Linked DNA regions of Mus musculus: region 2 is linked to region 1. A link is a contact called in public Hi-C data. All regions are on one chromosome and are shown on one strand. Each heading gives the region's core, a stretch centred on a gene start, on an enhancer-like site or on the middle of the called end of the contact. The rest is flanking DNA. Distances are from core to core; before and after follow the strand shown. Region 1 has its middle 4.6 kb from the start of Gm43522. Region 2 has its middle 52 kb from the start of Gm36603.

Evidence for each region. A called contact is a pair of places that touch in the nucleus more often than the background predicts.
Region 2: a contact with region 1 is called in a Hi-C map of CD4 T cells, with 2.0 times the contacts expected there. The contact joins two enhancer-like sites. A contact is called at or near these places in 1 of 39 promoter capture datasets (the C10 cell line), 1 of 15 datasets of contacts at CTCF or cohesin (pro-B cells), 7 of 484 Hi-C or Micro-C datasets (CD4 T cells, CD8 T cells, bone marrow-derived macrophages and 2 more) and 1 of 115 datasets of contacts at active chromatin or transcription factors (large pre-B cells).

The regions. Positions count from the first base shown.
Region 1 is chr3:130,762,310-130,767,375 of GRCm38.p6, reverse strand. No RefSeq gene overlaps it. Among named protein-coding and RNA genes, the nearest start is that of Gm43522, 4.6 kb to the right of the region's middle. Within about 2 kb of position 2,960, at least 8 of the 459 cell types and tissues checked have an H3K27ac peak or open chromatin away from gene starts, as enhancers often do.
Region 2 is chr3:131,053,545-131,059,248 of GRCm38.p6, reverse strand. No RefSeq gene overlaps it. Among named protein-coding and RNA genes, the nearest start is that of Gm36603, 52 kb to the left of the region's middle. Within about 2 kb of position 2,203, at least 55 of the 459 cell types and tissues checked have an H3K27ac peak or open chromatin away from gene starts, as enhancers often do.

The DNA of each region.
Region 1 (5,066 bases), core at 1,711-4,210:
CTTTGGGCCTGTCCCTGGACCTTCTTTTCCTCAGGCTCCTCTCCATTTCCATCCCTGTAATTCTTTCAGCCAGGAACAATTATGGGTCAGAGATATGACTGTGGGAGGGCAACCCCATCTCACTGTCTTCCTGTTGGAAGTAGGCTCTATAAGTTCCCTCTCCCTACTGTTAGGCGGTTCATCTAACTGAGAGTCCTGGGAGTCTCTCACCTTCAGGTCTTTGCTAAATTCTGGAGGGTCCCCCCCAACCTCCTATTTCCTGAGGTTGCCTGTTTCCATTCTTTCTGCTAACCCTGCCAGCTTCAGTCCTTTTCCCTCACCCAAAACCAAATCAGGTTTCCCTCTCACCCCCACTCTCTCCTCCCACCCCATGCACTTTCTCTCCCAGGTCCCTCCCTCCTTCCCCACTTGTGATTGCTTTCTTCTCTCTCCCAAGTGGGACAGAGGTGTCTTCACTTAGGCACTTCAGTTTATTGAGCTTTTTGAGTTCTGTGGACTGTATCTTGGGTATTCTGTATGTTTTTTGTCTTGTTTGTTTTGTTTTGCTTTGCTTTTTGGCTAATATCCACTTATTAGCGAGTACATACCATTTATGTTCTTTTTGGGTCTGAGTTACCTCACTCAGGATAATATTTTCTAGTTCCATCCATTTGCCTGCAACACTCAGGATGTCCTTGTTCTTAATAGCTGAGTAGTATTCCATTGTGTAAATGAGCCACATTTTCTGTATCCATTCTTGTGTCATGGGACATCTAGGTTGTTTCCAGCTTCTGGCTATCACAAATAAGGCCACTATGAACATCATGGAACATGTGGCCCTGTGGCATGGTGGGGCATCTTTTGGGTATATCCTAAGAGTGGTATTGCTGAGTCTTCAGGTAGATCTATTTCCAATTTTCTGAGGAACCTCCAGATTGATTTCTAGAGTGGTTGTACCAGTTTGCAATCCCACCAGCTCCGGTCTACTTACTTTAAAACAAGAAAGATAACAGGATCTAGTTCCTAAAATTATTATGAACACTAGGTAAGTTAGTGTATCAAAGTGCTTAAAGAGATGCCCTGATGTAGTAAGCTCTTTGTGACTATTAGCTCTTTGTGGGCATTGTCTTACAGCTCTCAATGTCATAGAATCTTGTCTTACATCTCTCAGTGTCATAGATCCTCATTACCATAAGCCTGTGTGCCAATTATAATGTCTTCTTTCCTTGGCAAGGGACTTCTAAGTACCTGGTACAAATTCTGGCAAAGAATAGAACTCAACAACTTTTTTTGTGACAAAGTCTTCCTATAAAACTTAGAGCTTGCTTGAAACTCACAATCCTCCTGCATCAGCCTCTGAAATCCTGAGGTTACAGTCATGTACCACCAGGACCAGCTGATCAATACATATTGACTAACCATTTCTCACGGACACCGTGTGATATCCCTCAGTCCGTGATGTTTCTCATGTCCGTGCCAACAGATGTACCCCTCCATCCTGTCCTACCTGCTGCTTTCTCTCATCTCTCCTGTCCCTCTAACAACCAGCCTCCTCCTCCCAGCTGGGAATTATAGAGGAAACCTCAGCCCTGAGAACACAGGGAGATGGAAATTTGCATACTCAGCCAACCATTCCTATAGCTGCTTAATAATTCAGGTACAACGAAGTTTCAACAGTTTGCATAAGAGGAAGCAAGCCTTTGGGAGGTGCAAGGGCTATCTGAAAATGATAAGGCAGAAGCCTCCAGGCCAACAAGGTAGCTCTTAAAGGTGTTTGTGGTTAAGCCTGAGGACCTGAGTTCAGTCCCACATGGTAAAAGGAAAAAACAGACCTTCATGTTGTCCTCTGCCTTCCACACGTGTGCCATGTCATACATGCCTCTGCCTCAAATACACACTCACACACACACACACACACACACACACACACACACACACACACACATATTTTAAGAAAATTATTTCTTCCCACCTAATTTTATGGTATTTGCAGATGAGTGTTAGAATCCCGATGTCATCTTGCATTCTTGGGGGGGGGGGGGCAGAGGAGGCGCTAAACCAAGGAACTAAATGTGCTTGACTGACTAGAATGACTAAAAATGAGCTGATCTACTCTGAGCATGCTCGCTCCTCCCCACCATACCCTTGTTCCAGATTTGTGAGGTTTCTCTGTAACAGTTGTTAAGTCGTCTCCCTGCTACAGAGAAAGTCCCCCCTCAAAGGCTAATATGTTAGACTTGTTGTGTATATCATAAACACACAGCTCACGGGATTTTCATGAGCCACCTGTGCCTATGTGATCAGCACTGAAATAGAAACCAAACTATATTTTAAGTTAAAAATAAAAACCTAGGACTTATTCTACCTAAGAAATTGCAGTGACGCCATGGCTGCGCTCAGCTGACTGGATATAGGCAGGACTTGTGTAGGACTGAGTCTTCATGACGATCACAAAGAAATTACAAAGGTCATGGCCAGAGAGGCCCAACTACTCAGAAGATGAAGCAAGAGAACTGCAAGTTCAAGGTCATCCCGAGTAACTTAGCAAGACCCTGTCTCAAAACAAAAACAAGGAAAGATGTAGGGCTGAAATTTGGTGGTAGAATACTTACCCGCTATGTAGGAAGCTCTGGTTCACCACAGTTCTGTATTCCCCAGTACATGAGAAAAAAAAAAAACCTAGCCAACTACAGGAAGAGAGTCCCTGAGAAGTGGTTCCATCTTTTATTTTTGTTAGTATCGATCAATAGTGGGTTTCAATAGGACATCTTTGTACATGTATATCTGATCATAATCACCACACACATACCCGTTATCCTCTCTGCTTCCCCTCTCCTCCCCCAGCTAGTCCCTTCTACTCTTACATTTGTTATGCTCTGATGGTCCAATCGGTTTCATTACAGTTGCTTACAGGAGCTCAGCTCAGGTATTGTTTACTGGATCACACACTGTGGGTTACACCATTGAAGGAAATGTCTATCTCCTGACAACCAGGAAACGCACGTAAGTCCTCAGGAAATGGCAGACCTTATGAGTGCCTCTCCCTTCTACAGAAAGCTGCTGACAGGCACAGTCTTGTGCAGGCAATCCCAGCTGCTCTGGGTGCCAGGGTGCAGTGGCCTTATTATGGTCACAAGTCAGCATTCCGCACCCTCTCCCACTTCCTCCAGCTCTTACATTCCTTCCACCCTTCCTTCTACAATGTCCCCCGAGCCTCTGGGGTGGAGATATGGATGTCCCACTTCTGGCTAGCATTCACCCATCTCTTACTCTCATCATGATAGCCGGGTACTACTGACCACTGCAAAAAGAAGTCTCTCTGGCTACGGCACACAGCAGCACTAGTCTGTGGGCACAAACCCAGTTATTTAGAAGGCAGTTTGATGTGATCATCATGTTCATTCAGCAAAATAGCGGCTTCTCCACTAAGGCCTATGATTCTCACAGCCGTGGGCTTTGACCACATTTACAGCACTAGAGGTGAATTCTCCGTTGTCAATCAGGCTTCAATTCCCATTCGAAGCTGGTTGGTTAGCCCTCTAACAGACTGGCCACCATTGTGCTGGTGAGCAGGTTGCCTGGATGATTGGTAGTGTTGCATCTGGGGTCAATAGCTGAGTAAGACAATTGATGACAACCATTCCCCTAAATCTATAACACCTTTCTAGCACCATGAGGACCACTCAGCAATAAGGAAGCCTTTAGCCTAGTTCCAGTTTGGTTGATTTATCTGTGTACTCCGATCAACACATGTGATGTCTTCAGCGACCCAGTCATACAGTCTGGTTCTTGATGGCAACCAAAAGCAGTTTCAATCACTCTGCACTGGGGGATGGGGAAGGTGACCCCAGGATCTCCCTAACCAACAACACATAGGGCGGCAGTCCACTTTTGGCACTGGGATTTTCACTTTATAACCCACGTCCTCTGGAAATCTCCTTATCTACTGAAGCAGGGCACCTCTGTTCAAATTCTTCTATCTTATATTGCTTTTTAAATTAGCTTATCAAGCATCAGATTTCCTTGTGGCATTTTTGTGCATTGTTGGTTTTAATTGACTCTCCTGTCCTTCTCCCAATCTTGCTGTCCCTAACCTGTACTAAAACCTTCCCACTACTCCCAGGGAAATAGGAGCTTTTGTGTTCCTATAGCTCTTCATGAGAGAGATAATCTTGACTCTTTTCTCAGGATTCCAACTCTAAGACACTAGGAAAAAAAAAACCAAAACTCTGAAGCTGATGAGAACATCAGTGGGTGGGGAGGTGAGTAAGAGGAGAGAAGAAGGTGTTTCACAGTCGGGGGTGAGTGTGGTCATACAGAGACGGGCACCTGCCAGAAATTTGTCTTAAAACCTATACTACACAACACAAGAGGGAACCATGTTGTAAACTATGGACTTAGGGTGACAAGAAGGTGTCAGTGCCAACACTGATGCTATCAGATAATCTGTAAAGGACACCAGTAGTCAGGAAGGTTGTGTGTGTGTGTGTGTGTGTGTGTGTGTTGGGGATATGAAAGAATTTTGTACTTTCTGTTCTATTTTATTACAAACTTAAAACTTGCCTTAGAATAAGGTCTATTTTTTAAAAAAATATGCCTTTAACATAAAAATGTTCCTGTTAAATGGAGTCTTTTGTTTCTTTCATGGTAAGACTCGTGGGTATGAGCTTAACTTGGACAGATTCAAACTACTGGCTTTGTCACGACCCACTTCTGATCACAATAGCCTAAAGATCACTTTATGCATCTACTATTGGTTGTGTTTCTTCCTGGCCATGTCCTACTTAAAGGTGAGTTTTCATCTGAAGCTTCTTGGAGGCAGGTGAAATCAGAGGAAGTTCCAATCACTGGCAACACTTGAGATATTTATAATCCTTTCTGTACCCACAGGTGGCGGGCTAATTATTTACCAAGCAAGTGGAAATGATGCCCACGGGTGAGGGTTATGACAGAATGGATACATCAGTTGGGGAAAGGCTGGGAGCTAGCCAGAGCTTAGGGACTCTCAGGAGCATCTTAGAGTGGCTCTGTTTTAGTCTCAAGGAAGAACTGGACCATCTCGTTACAAATGACACATTTTCTACTAA
Region 2 (5,704 bases), core at 954-3,453, 290 kb before region 1:
TGAGGTCACATTTAATACATTAGAGAGGTTGAGGAACACCGGTCTACAGGGTGAGCAAGATGGGACATAAGATAAAGGTGCTTGGTGCACATGCCTGTCGAATTGATTTGATCCCTGGGACCCACAGGTAGGAGAGAACAGACTCCTGAAAGCTGTCCTCCGACCTACAGCACACACACTGTGGCATACACATCCCTCTCTCTCACACACACACAAGAATAGTAATAGTAAAGAAGCTTATATTTATTGAATGGGAATGAAATTTTGCTTGCATGTTTGTCTATGCACCACATGCATACCCAGTGCCCTTGGAGGCCATCAGAGGGCATCAGATTCCCTGGGACTGGAGTTACAGTTGGTTGTGAGCTACCGTGTGAGTTCTGGGAATCAAACCCTGGTCCTCTGGAAAAGCAGAGAATGCTCTTAACTGCAGAGCTATTGCTCCATTTCACACACACACACACACACACACACACACACACACACATATATATATATATATTTAAGTTTTAACTAAAAAAAAAAAAAGATTGCTTATAAGGGCATCTCCTGTCATGATTCTTGCCCTGGTTGACCTGCGGCAACTCCCAGTTGCAGAACTCATGGCTTTGGTTACTGGAGTAAGAATGAAAGAGATGTAGAAGTTCTTCTCTAAGCTTCCCAGTCCATGTTGGCATTGAACCTAGCAGAGAAGTCAAGTTTGACTCTCCAAGGTTTGCTTCTCAAGTCTGCTACAATGGTTTTGAAGTCTAGTTAAACTACAGTCCTCTGTAACTTTGAGTGCAAAGTGAAGGTTGCTACCTTACCACTGTGCAATGAACCCCACCACTAAACCCACCTGTAAGCAGCTTAGGGGGAGGGAGACAGGCAAGCTCACCTCACTTGCCACTGAGTACTGCCTGGGTGGGGACCCTTCCCCACCTTTGAACACCAGGCTTTGAACTGTTGCCCAAGACATTAACACCTTTTCTTCAAGAAGACTCCTTAATTTGACTGTTCCCCTCAGGGAAGTCTACTTGCCAAAATTCCAACAGTAATTCTGGGCTGAGATCTTGGGGGTAAATTAGTATTGGATTTCTGGGCAATTTGCCCTAAATGCTAATGTAGAAAATGCACCTGGATTAGGACATTTTTCTTCTGATTCACGGATTCTTGGCCTAATTAAATGTTACAAACAAGAAGAAAACTGCTGACTTTTCTCTTTCCAAAAATAAGTCCGTAAAATAGGTGCTGCCTGGATCACAACTTCAGAGTGGGGGCTTGGTAACATTCACCTATGTCTCTCATGTCCCTCATGGCTCTGGGCCTAGCGCTTTGAAGATGTAGACATGTCACAAACATGACCATGGAGAGAATGTGCGATGGAGCTGACGGTTCATCTTGGGCTCAAACTCTCGTCCTACCTCTTACTCACTCATGGTGGATTCTTAAGTGAATGTTGGATCCCCTGGGAAGAATTCTCACTTCTAAAAGTGGTAGTGTAACTTTTCAGGGTTTTGGTAAGCTCTGAAGAAAATAGTATATATATATATATAAATGTTCCTAGCACATCTTCCTGTGTTGATTGCATGCATTGTGACTCAGTTAGGGTTTCTATGGCTGTGAAGAGACTCCACCACCACAGCAATGCTGATAAAGGAAAACCTTCAATTGGGGCTGTTTGACAGTTCGGAGGTGTAGTCCATTATGGTCATGGCAGGAAGCTTGGTGACACACACACAGACCTGGTGCTGGAGAGTTAGCTGACAGTTCTACATCCGAATAGCAGGCAGCAGGAAGGATCGGGTCATTGGGTCTGGCTCAGGCAAGCATCTGAAACCTCAAAGCTCACCCACAGTGACACACTTCCTCCAATAAGGCCACACCTACTCCCACAAGGACATTTACTGCTTTGTTACTTTTAAAAAACAAAAAACAAAACCAACCAACCAATCAACCAAACAACCAAATCCAAGCAAACAAAACCCACTAGCTGGATTTGTCCTGAGCTGAATCTGACATGTCCCCTGTGTTAAAAGCTTTGTAGAAGTGATTGGGTCATGAGGGCTCTGGCCTCCCATGGGCTAACATCAGTGGGAGTTGTCACTTGATGGCATTGGGGGAGGGTGGACAGTTAGGAGATGGGACATAGTTGGAAGGAGTGAGTTGATGGTAAGTTACCTTTGAAGAGGGTGTTGTGCCCTGCCACATGCCACATGCCCTCAACAGTGTCTCTGTCATATCCGTCTAGCTCTCCACAGCGCAGAAACAACAGATGCAAGAGGCCTCAGGCTGAGCCCCTAGCCACTGATCCCAAGTCTTTCCTGCTTTAAGTTGTGCCTTTTGGGAATTTTGTCACAGTGAGGAAAAATGATGAACATATTACATGCTTGGTAGAAGTCAGTCACTATTCATCTAGTATAATACATCATCTTAAAACATTTTCTGAGACAATTAAATCATTGTTATAGAAATTAATGTTTCTTTTAGAGCAGTGGTGAGGGGGGTCACATATCAGACATACTGCATATTTACGAATATTTTCATTATGGTTTATAACAGTAGCAAATTTTCAGTTATGAAGTAGCAACAGAAATTATTTTATGGTCTCATGGTCACCATGGCACGAGGAACTATATATATTAAAGGGTCACAGCATTAGGAAGGTTGGAAACACTGATCTAGAGCAAATATTTTTACTTCAGGTTATTGTAAAAGTTCATAATCTAAGACTCGGGTTAGAAAAATGAGGTTACTTCTTACTGAAAAAGATTATCAGATTAAAATCTGCCTTCCTTTTTTTCCTCCACAGCAAAGGTCATTAAGAAACGATAGATTTTAAGGAAAAAAGAATGGCGGCTCTGAATCCCCTTTACAACCAGATTAATATGCCGGGGTGGACACAGAGACCAGGCTGCCTATAGATTTCTTCCTTTTAAAACATTACTGAAGGAAGTACTGGAGCCAAATGAAAAATAAATCAGAATAAAAGATTCAAGAAGGAAACCAAAAAATACAGAACATAATGGTGACTATCACGCTTACCCTATCTGACGAACAGTTCTAAAGCCCAATGCAGATATTTAGAGCAGGAGCCACATGACAACACACAACAGTTTATACACCACAGATGTATTTAGGTCAGTGAGTCCAGAGAGGAAGGAGAGAAGTTAAAGCTTGGCTGAGGATATCATCTAGATGGCTGTGTGAAAGTATTATCCAGATTCTGAGTCGTTTTGGATGGAAATATAAAATCCAGTTATATTTGTTAAAGTAAAAACTGACAAAAACTGATAACGGGCTGGGGGTGGTGGTGGAATGAGTCGTTGGGTAAAGGCACTGCCATGTCTGATGGCTTGAGTTTAACTCTTGGGACCTAAATGGCAGGAAAGAATTGATATCTGCAAATCGTCCTCCGATATTCAAAAGCACACACGTGCACATGTGTGAACACACACGCATATGTGCGCACACACACACACACACACACAAATGTTAAAATAAATGTAAAATACAGACACAAGCTAAAAGCTAAGAAAGCAATGTGCAAATTGAAAAGACAAGGCAGGAGGCCTAAGGACAACCAAGCCAGTAGTAGCAAGAACATCACTGGCCAGAAGAGAGACCAATTGTTGACTTTTCCTTCAAACAACCCATCAGTACATCAGTGACAGGCTGTGACACGGACATGTGAGCCGAAATAAACTCTTTCCTTCCCTAGCCAATTTTGGCCAGTATTTCACCATAAGAGCTGTGTATTTCCTGGCTGGAGATGTTCTGGATCATCCTAGATGTTTTGGGTGGGAGCACACCTGCAGGTCTGGCTGGCTTCCCCGTTCTTAGCTACTCTTGGTGTCTGAAGCTGAGCGTCTAGCCCAGTGGTTCTATCTCAATGATAGATGTCTTCAATCTGTGGTCCAGTGGAGGCTCATCACTGGCTCTCCAGCATCCCTGTAATCTTTCTACATCCCACGTTCTTTCCTTTCATGCTTCATTCTCTCCCCCAACTTGGCCATTCTTGTTTCTTCAGCTTTTGGCCCAAGTGTGGTCCCTTACAGGAGACCACCACCTTGGTTAACCTTTGCTGGCCTCACTAATCCCAAGCTGAGACTTGAATCCTAGGGCTGGATTCTGGTTTGTTTGCAGATCTGACTTCTCCTTCAGAGTGCTTCTAGTTAGCAGGTGGTTTTACACCACACACAGGCCTGTCCTATAGTTAGGCATGCCATGAATATTTGTAGATAATTTTGTAGTGGTCTAGTGACCGGGAAATTTCTTTTAAAATTTAATTAAATTAATTAATTAATTTTTAAGCAAAAGTGAAGTGGGACAGAAGAGGCTCAAAGACGGAGCTGATTGGAGGACTCAGGGCAGGCGTGGATGTCTGTCTTCCTCCCTGGCACCTGTTATTTCAGTGAAAGAGAAGATTAAGCCACCTGCTGAGAGAACCAGGGAGTCACTGAGCTGGCAGGACCCTTGAGGAAAGTGGTTAAGGGTTTGAAACAGCTGGTATGGAGAACGGAAATGGGATAGATGAGAAACACTTGCGGGCCCAGCTGAGGACGGAGCTCATACATTTATAATGGGGCCCAGCAGCATGAATATGCAATTTTCTCCAGAAAGGCTTAGCTGTCCTGAGCTAGAAATAAGAAAAATAATGCTAATTATTGTTTATTCTTGCCGACTGTATGCCAGGTCCCTGCTATATGCTTAAGTTGCTTGATCGCTATCCTCAGGAGCCTGGGGTGCAGGTGTGTCCTTATTGTTATCACGTGGATGGATTCCAAGGTCACCACAACCCCGCACAGCTGCCAAGTGGCAGAAACAGACACAAGCCACAGACTGTCTCCAGAGGCCAGGACGCAGAGCTTTGCCATTCCTATGTCTCATCTGCTGGTCCTGTTGTGTTGACTCAAGCTAACTGGGGGTGGTCACGGGGAAGGCGATGAAGGGGCAGAGAGGCATGTTGTTAGAGTGATTAGCTGTGTGCTGAACACGGGCATGTTTGGAGACATCCAGATGACAAGGGACTAAAGACATCTGTGATATTAGGGAGCAGGCTGGCGAGGGGCAAGGGAGCAAGAGACAGAGAGAGAAATATGTGGTTTATGAACGAGTAGTGGCAGGTTCCACTAATGCTAATGGATGCTGGTGGGAATGGATCGGAACAAAGCGGAAAAAGGAAGGGGTTGAACCCTTGGGTCCTTCTGTATTGCATTTCTGACGTTTACAACTGGCATAATTGGTGACCCATTTTTCACTGATAAATAAAAGGGTAACCAGAAGGAACAGTAAAATCTCAGGAGACTGCACGCACATGTGTTCACGCTTAGGTGTGCAGGCCCTTGAAGGCCAGAGGTGCCACGGCCTGGAGGTCTTCCACAGTAGCTCTTTATCCATTGAGACAAGATCTCCCACTGGATCTGGTGATCAACAGCTGACTAGACTAGCTGGGCCCTGAGCTCTGGCTATCCACTCATCTCCGCCCTCTTCCTCCACAAGCACTTGGGTTACAGCCATGCACAGCTACAACAAGCTTCGGGAAGTAGTTTCTGGCGATCTGATCTTCAGTCCCACTGCATACATAGCAGGCCTTTTACTGCTCGAACCACCTTTCCAGCACCCCCACTTTTTAGAAATTTGAGACATGGGTTCATTATGTTGTTCAACCTATCCCCAAACTCCTGGACTCGAGTAATCCTGCTATCGAGGTCCCTAGAGTAGC